2 separate regions of the Zea mays genome follow, and region 2 is linked to region 1. The links are chromatin contacts, called in public Hi-C maps. All regions are on one chromosome and are shown on one strand. Each heading gives the region's core, a stretch centred on a gene start, on an enhancer-like site or on the middle of the called end of the contact. The rest is flanking DNA. Distances are from core to core; before and after follow the strand shown.

Region 1 (5,100 bases), core at 2,249-4,748:
CTCCGCGGCGGGACAGGCGGCGTTTCTGGCAGGAGAAGCGGGCGACGCTTCGCCTTCGCCGTAATAACCACGCCAAAAAAGGTACGCCACGTCGTTCGATTTCGTATCCTTTTCCTTTTTTTCCTCTTTCTCTATCTCTTGCAACAGGGACCGGGAAAGGGGGATACCCCGAAAAGGATCCTTCCCTGTGAAGGAACCGGGCTCCGAGCCCCCCTACTGATCAGAGGTTCGAAGGCTGGCCCTCCGAGGGGTTCAACAGTCGCCTCAGATCGCGTGGGCCCTACACCCACTACTGGTCAGAGGTTCGAAGGCCACCCCCCCGAAGGGCTCCACGGCCGCCTCAGGCTACTCGGGCTCCGCGCCCATTTACTGATCAGGGGTTCGAAGGCTGGCCCCCGAAGGGTTCACAGTCGCCTCAGACGCCGAGCGAGGGATGACCAGGGGTACGTTCGATACATAACCAAGGCTCGGGCTGCGCTCCCGAGGTACCCTAGGACATTTCCGAGACCAGCGGGAGCGATCTTGTAACGGAATCCCATCGGAGGGAGGCATCGAGCCCTCGGACCCCGTCGCCAGGGGACCGGGTCCGGCAGATCTCCCGCAGGTACTTTTGGGCGTGCCTCTAGGCCCCTAGTCGACCCCCAACGAACGGGGCACGAACGTCCACTCGGATTACCCGCTTGCAGCTCACCGGAGACACCATGTTCGGTGCCCATCGAGGGTAACATGGCGCTCTCCCCCCTCCTCCTTGCGGAAAGGCGACGTAGGGGCGTATGTAAAAAAGCCGAGTCTGTCCCTGATCGCCCTCTCGCCCTGTGCGGAGGCTCGGGGGCTGCTCTCGCAAACCCGGCTCCGGCCGAACCGTTGACAGCGTCAACATACCAGCCCGAGAACTTGGGCCCCGACCGTGCACCCGGGCTACGGCCAGTTCGCATGAGGGAACAACCAGACCAGCCGAAGCATTACGCAAGGCATTAAGACCTCGAGGGAGTGAAACCACTCCTCCGAGGCCTCGGGGGCTACACCCGGCGGGTGCGCTCGCGTGCACCCACCGGAACAAAATGCAACCGAGAAAGGCTGGTCCCCTTGCAAAAAAGTGCGACGAAAGCCTCCAAGCGAGTGCTAACACTCCCTTCGAGGCTCGGGGGCTACTGTCGGGGACCATAATTAGGGGTACCCTCAAGACGCCTAATTCTCAGCTGGTAACCCCCATCAGCATAAAGCTGCAGAGGCCTGATGGGTGCGATTAAGTCAGGGATCAGTCCATACGAGCGACTCGATCACGCCTCGCCCAAGCCTAGCCTCGGGCAAGGGCAGCCGACCCCGAGGGATTTCCGTCTCGCCCGAGGCCCCCCTTTAACGGCGGACACATCTCCGGCTCGCCCGAGGCCTTGCCTTCGCTAAGAAGCAACCCTGACTAAATCGCCGCGCCGACCGACCGAGTCGCAGGGGCATTTAACGCAAAGGTAGCCTGACACCTTTATCCTGACGCGCGCCCCCCGGCAGAGCCGAAGTGACCGCCGTCACTTCGCCGCTCCACTGACCGGTCTGACAGAAGGACAGCGCCGCCTGCGCCACTCCGACTGCAGCGCCACTTGACAGAGTGAGACTGACAGGCAGTCAGGCCCTGCCAAAGGCGCCATAGGAAACTCCGCTCCGCCCGACCCAGGGCTCGGACTCGGGCTAAGCCCCGGAAGACGGCGAACTCCGCTCCGCCCGACCCAGGGCTCGGACTCGGGCTAAGCCCCGGAAGACGGCGAACTCCGCTCCGCCCGACCCAGGGCTCGGACTCGGGCTAAGCCCCGGAAGACGGCGAACTCCGCTCCGCCCGACCCAGGGCTCGGACTCGGGCTAAGCCCCGGAAGACGACGAACTCCGCTCCGCCCGACCCAGGGCTCGGACTCGGGCTCAGCCCCAGAAGACGACGAACTCCGCTTCGCCCGACCCCAGGGCTCGGACTCCGCCCTGGCCTCTACCGAACAACCTCCGCCTCGCCCGACCCAGGGGCTCGGGCTCGGCCTCGGCCATGGAAGACAGATTCGACCTCGGCTTCGGAGGAGCCTCCACGTCGCCCGACCTAGGGCACAGGCCAGCCACGTCAACAGGAAGCGCCATCATCACCCTACCCCGATCCGACTCGGGCCGCAGAGAACAAGACCAGTGTCCCATCTGGCTAGCTCCGCCAGATAGGCAATGATGGCGCCCCGCTAGCCCTGTGACGACGGCGGCTCTCAGCTCCCTTACGGAAGCAGGGGGACGTCAGCAAGGACTCGACCGCTCCGACAGCTGTCCCTCCGCCAGGCTCCGTTGCTCCTCCGACAACCACGACATCACACCAGCAGGGTGCCAAGATCTCTCCGGCTGCCACATTGGCATGTACTTAGGGCGCTAGCTCTCCCCCCGCTAGACACGTAGCACTCTGCTACACCCCCATTGTACACCTGGATCCTCTCCTTACGCCTATAAAAGGAAGGACTAGGGCCTTCTTAGAGAAGGTTGGCCGCGCGGGGACGAGGACGGGACATGCGCTCTCTTGGGGCCGCTCGCTTCCCTCACCCGCGTGGACGCTTGTAACCCCCTACTGCAAGCGCACCCGACCTGGGCGCGGGACGAACACGAAGGCCGCGGGATTTCCACCTCTCTCACGCCCGTCTCCGGCCACCTCGCTTTCCCCCCTTCGCGCTCGCCCACGCGCTCGACCCATCTGGGCTGGGGCACGCGGCACACTCACTCGTCGGCTTAGGGACCCCCCGGTCTCGAGACGCCGACACAAATATTCAAAGGGGTAACACTTTGTATTGTAAGAGAGAGTTTCTAGTTATAATCCAATTTCAAAGAATTGGGTCTCTAATTCTAAATCTCAATTCCATGTGAAACCAAACAACATAATTCAGGAAACTTGATTCCAAATCTTAATTATGTGCTCCAATATCTACATCCAAATGAGGTATTAAGGGGGTGTTTGGGACCGTTCCAGCTCCACAAAATTTGGTGGAGCAAGTCATTAGATGCACCAGAAAATCGTTGAGCTAAAGTTGTAGACTTTTATTTATTAGTTAAATTTAAATTATTCTTTAAAACTATTTAAAATTTTATTATAAAATAAAATACATAAGCTAAAACCTAGAGCACTTCCAAACATCTTAAGAGTTGGTTTAATGGACAAGAAAATAGAGAAGATCTATTCGCTTTGGACGGTTGCATGCGGATGCATAGGCTCGGGCGAGCCAGGCCGACCTGGTACGACCATTTTGGACGTATCCGGGAATGCAGTAAATGGTCTCAAATTGATTTGTTTTACATCCATTTGTGTAGTTTGCGTCTTATATATACAGTCAATAAAAACTCTAACAAAGTCAATGCATATGGTGGTTCAGAATGAGACGGTGCGATTAACCAATGGTAGGTTTACGCCTGGTTTGGCGACAAGAGATAAAAAAAAGAGATTAATGGAGGAATGCCTTGAAAAAAAAACAGATGCAGCCGGCCGAAAGCCTGACTGGCTGCATTCGGGCCTGGCCCTTGTGCCACTTCCTCCGCAACGCCTCGCCAGTTGCAAGGACTGAATATCCCCCGACCGCAACGGCGCCGGTCTCCCTCGCTCCATCCTTCTAGGCAGGCCCTCGCTCTCCCGTGGATCCTCCGCCGCGCCGCCGCCCCTTTATCTGAGCCATCCAGCGGAGCGGAGATCCATCCGTTGGGGCGTGGATTCAGTCCCTTCCCTTCTCGGTGGTGAGTCCGCTTGCCCCGCATGGGTGATGGGTGAAGGTGGGGTGGGTTCGCTCGTGGTTCCAGGGGTCGGTTTTGCTCTCGATCAAAACCGAAACTTTTCTGCGCCTCTTACACGTGCGTGGATTGTTGCGCTGTTTGTTACACTACCCCAGTCCAATCCTGTCGATTCATTCAATACATCGTTTGATTCGATGAGATTCTCCTCCTTTTTTTCTGCTGCGTGCCGTGCAAGATCGGCATCGCTTGCCACCGTAGGACCTGTTTTAGTTGCCAATTAAGTGAGGGCATGGGTTCAATCTATTTTCGAGAACCATTTTGCGGGATTCGGTGCGCACTCGTGTCCCACGCCGAGGTTCCGCCGGCTGGGGCGGGTTGGGGGATTTTATTTTTATATTATAGGTTATAGTAGCTGCCTCCCATGCCAGATTGGCTGATCCCGTCGGTAACACAGGGGTCTCAGCCATGTAAGATTTGGTACGGTACTCCGGTTGTTTATCTGTGGATGGGATATATGATTGCTGAATGGGCTTATTTGATCCGATCCAGGTTTTGATCTAGGACTGCTCTTCCAGTGCATGCCACATTAGCCGGAAACAATAGATTCCTTAACACCAGTTTTTCCAAAAACTTGGAATGCTGCTGTATACTCCCTCTGTCCCAAATTAAAATTCGTTTTAGGTAATTAATGAATTCATACAATACTTGATGTATGCGTTTTATAGATGTGTCAAGATTCTTCATCATTTATTTGAATATAGTTATAAAAATCCAGAGTTAAAACAAATGCTATTTTGGGACGGAGGGAGTATATAATGGCTATGTTGTACATGTTGGGGAGCTGTTTGGTTAATATCACTGATCAGAAGAGATCTTGTTCCTTCACTGTTGTTTATTTTATGTTACCTATATAGCTTCCTCACTGTTATGCACTTATTGCTGTTCCGCTTTGTGACTACTAGTTATTTAGTCAGCTATAACATGTTTGGTCTTCCTGCAGGTTACTCCCACAGTGAGGGTAACTCGAATAACTGTGAGTGCTACTGTGAGATGGGTGGTGTGCTCTCTCTTTTAGCTTGGTGATCATCTGAAAAAAGGAAGTGCTGTTTATTTCTGTAAGATAGAAAGCAAACCATTGGTTCATGAATGGTTTAGTCATGCTAAGAAAAACAAAGTTCTAAGAACACATATACAGTGCACGTGCTTGCTGGCAATATGAATGAAAACTCTGCCATTATTATTTCGGATAGTGATGATGACTCAATTGGCTCAATATTCGATGATGACGACCAGCCAGCGTCTGCAATCGCAAGGCTTGATCAAAATGCTGAAGGACGAATAATCAATTTTGAGGATGAAGATTGGCAAAGG
Region 2 (4,478 bases), core at 261-2,760, 130 kb before region 1:
AGTTACATAAATAACTATACCGTACATCATAATCAATGAAAAAAATCCTAGTATAGGCTCAACCAACATTCGCATGCATAAACAATGGACTGAAGGAGGTTGTCGCCGGAGGACGCCGCCGAGACCATCGGATCGGAGGAGTTGGTCACCGAAGCACGCCCGAACCGTCGTACATATCGCCAAGCCTCGCAGCCCGTGCCTCGCGCAACCGTCGTTGCCAGCGGAGCCACCCGAGCTTTGCATGACCACCATTGCCGGAAATGGCGGTCCCTCGCGCGATTGCCGGAGGGGGCCATCACTGCCATCACTTCGGGGCCATCATCGCCTCTCACGCCTTGGGTAGCCGCCGTCGACGAATGAGGGGCGCGCGTCGCTCGCTCGTGCCTCCAGGGCCGCCATCGCCGCTACGGGCGACTCCAAGGCCGCTGTCGCCACTCGTGCCTCGAGGAACCGTCGCCGTCGCTCGTGCATTAGGATGGGGGCGTAAAAAATGAACCCTAGTGGTCTAGGACTCATTTTATAGACGCCAAAACTTGGTTGGATTGGACCGCATAGCCTAGTGTCTGGCTTAGGCTTTCTTTAGTTATTTGAAGCCCAGGGTTATATATATATATATATATATATATATATATATATATATATAACACACTTATACTTGTGATTCCAGGTATTCAGGTTCTTCCCCAATAATTGGGCTTCAACTTCCTCTGTCACCTCGCTTCTATGCATAACAATACATATAGACATACATGTAATAGGTAAAAATGATATTACACCAAAGATAGAAACAAACCACACATTAATATTTTATACATCACTACGAGGTCATAGGTTCGAGAATCACTAAGATCAAAGTTATGGTTAAAAGGATATAGTTTTTGGAAGATCTACGTGATTAACTATGAAAACAGGTTCTAGGTTGATCTTTAGCAATATAAATCATGTGAGAAAGATATTTTAAATAAATAGCTAATTCAACTTTAATCTAAGTTATAATTTGATTAGAGATTATACTTTAGTCAAGTTATAGATGGCCCAAATTAAAATGCAACATTAACTTAGATTAGAGGAGTTACTTTAATAAACATAGGTTGAATAAATTAGTTATTTATTTTTTTATAACATGTTGCATGATAAAATAATGTTGTTAATGCATAGAAAATTTAATCATGAAGCTATCGCAACGGGAACAGACCAAATCGAAGTAAAAATGAGAAAAATATGAGCTAAATAAGTTTTAGGACTGTTTTTAATTAAAATATAAATTTCAGGGACCTATCCGTGGTAAACCAGTACCTGTTTGTAAGTTTCTTGGAACTAACACGGACGACGGGTTAAATCCTCTCTTTCTAAAGATAAAAAACCATGGCTAAACTGCACGGTTTAACCAAAGCCGCGAGATCTTGATCCTATGGCCCCAATTAAATCCCGAACCGGTATGCTATGATAACCACTGGATCTAGATTCGAAAGTCCAGATTCCATTAAGTGAAAGGGTACGCGAGCTCTAATCTGAACCGTCTGTTTAGATCAAACGGTTAGGTGCTTCTCCCTTCCCGCGGTGGTGAGTCCATCGGTTCGACACATCCTCACGCCCTGGTGCATGATTTTCTAGGCTACTAGCTACGAAAACAAGCGGTGGTCCTAGCGAACACATTCAGGGATACGTACGAGTGGCTGGGGCATCAACGTCCCCTTGGCCATAGTGCGGGGCAGATTGGCGGCAGCACAGTTGACTCCGGCGAGAAATTGCCCATGCCCCGACCACCCATGCGTTGAATTAAGGGTAGGTATAACTTCCATGCGTCATCGTGATTCCCCAAAGACACTCGCCAAGACCCCGATGATGCCCTTCCGAGACAACGACGTAGCGGCCCTCATCTTCTCCTTCTCTGCTCTCGGCATCTCTGTGTTCGTCGTTGTGATGAAGTGCGGGGCATGCCCTGAGGTTATATGGCATAGAGCCTAGAGGGGGGGTAGAGTCAATCTCAACCGAACTCTGGCGGAATCCATGGCATGCATTTGCGATGAGTGGAGTTTGTTACAAAGATCGCGTATGGCTCTTGCGTCTCGGACTCTAGGTGAGGGAAGCATCTGGCAATATGAGTCCACAAGCCAGCGTCAGAGAGTGAGACTACGCGTGCGACAACGAGGTGCTGGCGAAGGGGGTCCACACGATGGTGTAACAAGGAGAAGCAGACGCGAACGCGGTTCCACATCCTGAGGAGCGGGCCCCGCCTGTTGGTGAGATCAATGGTGTGGGTGCGCGCGAGTGGATGGGCCAACTGGTTGGGTCGACGGGGTGAGGCGAGTTGGGCCAGGATGTGGGATTCAACCTAGACGGGTTCTCTTTTCTTTTTATTTTCTTTTTCTGTTTTCTTTTATTTTAGTTTTATTTTCTTTTCCAACTTAAAGCAAATTCATGTAAAGTTTTAATTTCAAACCTTAATTAGAATGCACAAGCAAAAATTCGACATGATGCAAATAAGTAATTATGTATTTATTTATATTAGTTCTTTTATCCATGCTTCAAAGCATATAATTTTATAAAGAATAATTCACACATTATCCTATTTTAAGCAAACACTTTTGAATATGCACTCCATATACCAAAATTAAATATTTGAGACAAATAATTTCTAGTACCTAAAATCCTTTAGAGAGTATATATATATTAATATATATATATATATAATCCAATAAATAAATAACTAAATTCATATTGTAATCCTTTTATTTAATCTTTATTAAGAAACATTCCTTTTTGGAGATGTAATTTTAAATGTAGCAAATTATCTTATTAAGAGATACTCAAAGTCAGAATCTTTGGAGAATCCCAAAATAGAATTCTGAGGTGTTACAATTAATCAATTGAACAACTTTCTATTGTTTATTGTTCTGAGTTTCAAGTTAATTTTTAGTTTCAAAGTTTAGATCAAATTTTAAACTAACAATATTTCAATATTATAATTTATTTCAAAAAGGATAACTTCCAAAGTATAATTCTTCATCAGGAGACACTTTACGTTGATTCTTTTTTTATAGAAGTTTTACTAAACCCAAAATCAGGATTTTGGGGTGTTACAAATTCTACCCCCTTAAAAAGAATCTCGACCTCGAGGTTATGATAGAGTAGGGTGTAACACCCCTAGTGTTACAAGAACTAAAACTTTGGCATGACATCATATGCATTAGCATTTCATTATGTATGTTACACCTAGAGTGCATCCACTTGGTAAAAATTTCAAAACAAGTTGTGATGTGATGACTTGAATTGATCCTTAACCCTAGGATAGGGTACTTACCCAAGGACTAGAAGCATGTGGGTGTGAAAGATAACAATTTGAGTATGAACTCAAAGGTTAGTGGAGATGTTCAAAAGAGACTAAACTTAGAGTGTTTGAATGGCACATAAACCCTAGAACACTCAAACCCTAATAAGGACCCTATAAACCCTAATTAGTGCCTTTTGAGGTGACTCCAATTTCTATGCACTTTTGGACCAAAGTGCATGTATCAAAGTGGTAGAGTAACAAAAACTAGGCAACTTTTACATTTGGAGATTTCCAAGTTTTATGGAACAAATTGGAATAAATTGCATAAAGGTCCCAAAGGCACCCAAATGCTTAACTCTGAAAAATAGTGATATTGTGCTGACTTTAGATCCATGTATCTCTTGATCTATGTGGATTTTGCCATGGGTCACTACAACAAATTTGTAGAGCTATTAAAGTAGTCCAAGTTTGATTAAGTGATTGAGCCCTAGAGCTGTACAGGAATTAGAGCAAAATAGCCTGGAAGTTGGGCCGTCAGTCGTGTGCTCGTCTGAAAGTTAGATTGACAGTGGCATTAGATCAACTTTAGAACCAAATTATGCTTGATCGAGTGGAGGTATGAGCAAGAACCTTATAACAAAGTTGAAGCTGGTATGATGGACAACAACTTTGATGTAGTCAGATTAACATGTTGTCACATAAAAATTTGAGAAAGGAACTCCTCAAATCGCTTTGTCAGGTGCGCTGAATGGACATCGCCATGGTACAGTGCGCTGAAGAAGATCCTTGGTGCATTGTACCTCACCGCCGCTGATCGGGCGTGGTGATTCGAGCTCACCGTGAAGATTCGTGCATGGATCAGCGTGGATATTACCAGGCAAGTGAAAAGATCATGACCGCAGATGAGATTGTGAGCTGGCCACCGTACCCACTTGCTTCACGACAGGCCGGGATGTCATCGTCAACGTCCGTCGCTCGCCGCGAGGATGCCACGTGATTGGGGACAATACCACATCGCAATCTGTCGCTGTGGATAACCTATTTACCGCCAGGGGCCTACCTCACCGAGAGCCACAGCAGTTGCACTCCGGTGACTCACCTCTCTTCCGGCCGCGAGAGCATCTCGTCCCAAATTCGCGAAGCACTCGCGTAGTCGCTATAAATTGAAGGCCCTCCCTGCTCTGCCTTCTTGTTACTTGCCCAG

The links. A called contact is a pair of places that touch in the nucleus more often than the background predicts.
Region 2: a contact with region 1 is called in a Hi-C map of leaf, with 2.1 times the contacts expected there. The contact joins the enhancer-like site here to the promoter of LOC100216734 in region 1. A contact is called at or near these places in 6 of 25 Hi-C or Micro-C datasets (bundle sheath, endosperm, leaf and 1 more).

The regions. Positions count from the first base shown.
Region 1 is chr4:31,147,214-31,152,313 of Zm-B73-REFERENCE-NAM-5.0, reverse strand. LOC100216734 reads left to right here and starts at 3,498. Exons shown (of 11, transcript NM_001320074.1): 1 at 3,498-3,732; 2 at 4,730-5,100. The coding sequence starts at 4,945.
Region 2 is chr4:31,279,488-31,283,965 of Zm-B73-REFERENCE-NAM-5.0, reverse strand. No RefSeq gene overlaps it. Among protein-coding and RNA genes, the nearest start is that of LOC103653034, 16 kb to the left of the region's middle. Within about 2 kb of position 1,510, at least 19 of the 20 cell types and tissues checked have an H3K27ac peak or open chromatin away from gene starts, as enhancers often do. A contact at or near this core is called in bundle sheath, endosperm, leaf and 1 more, where this site is marked.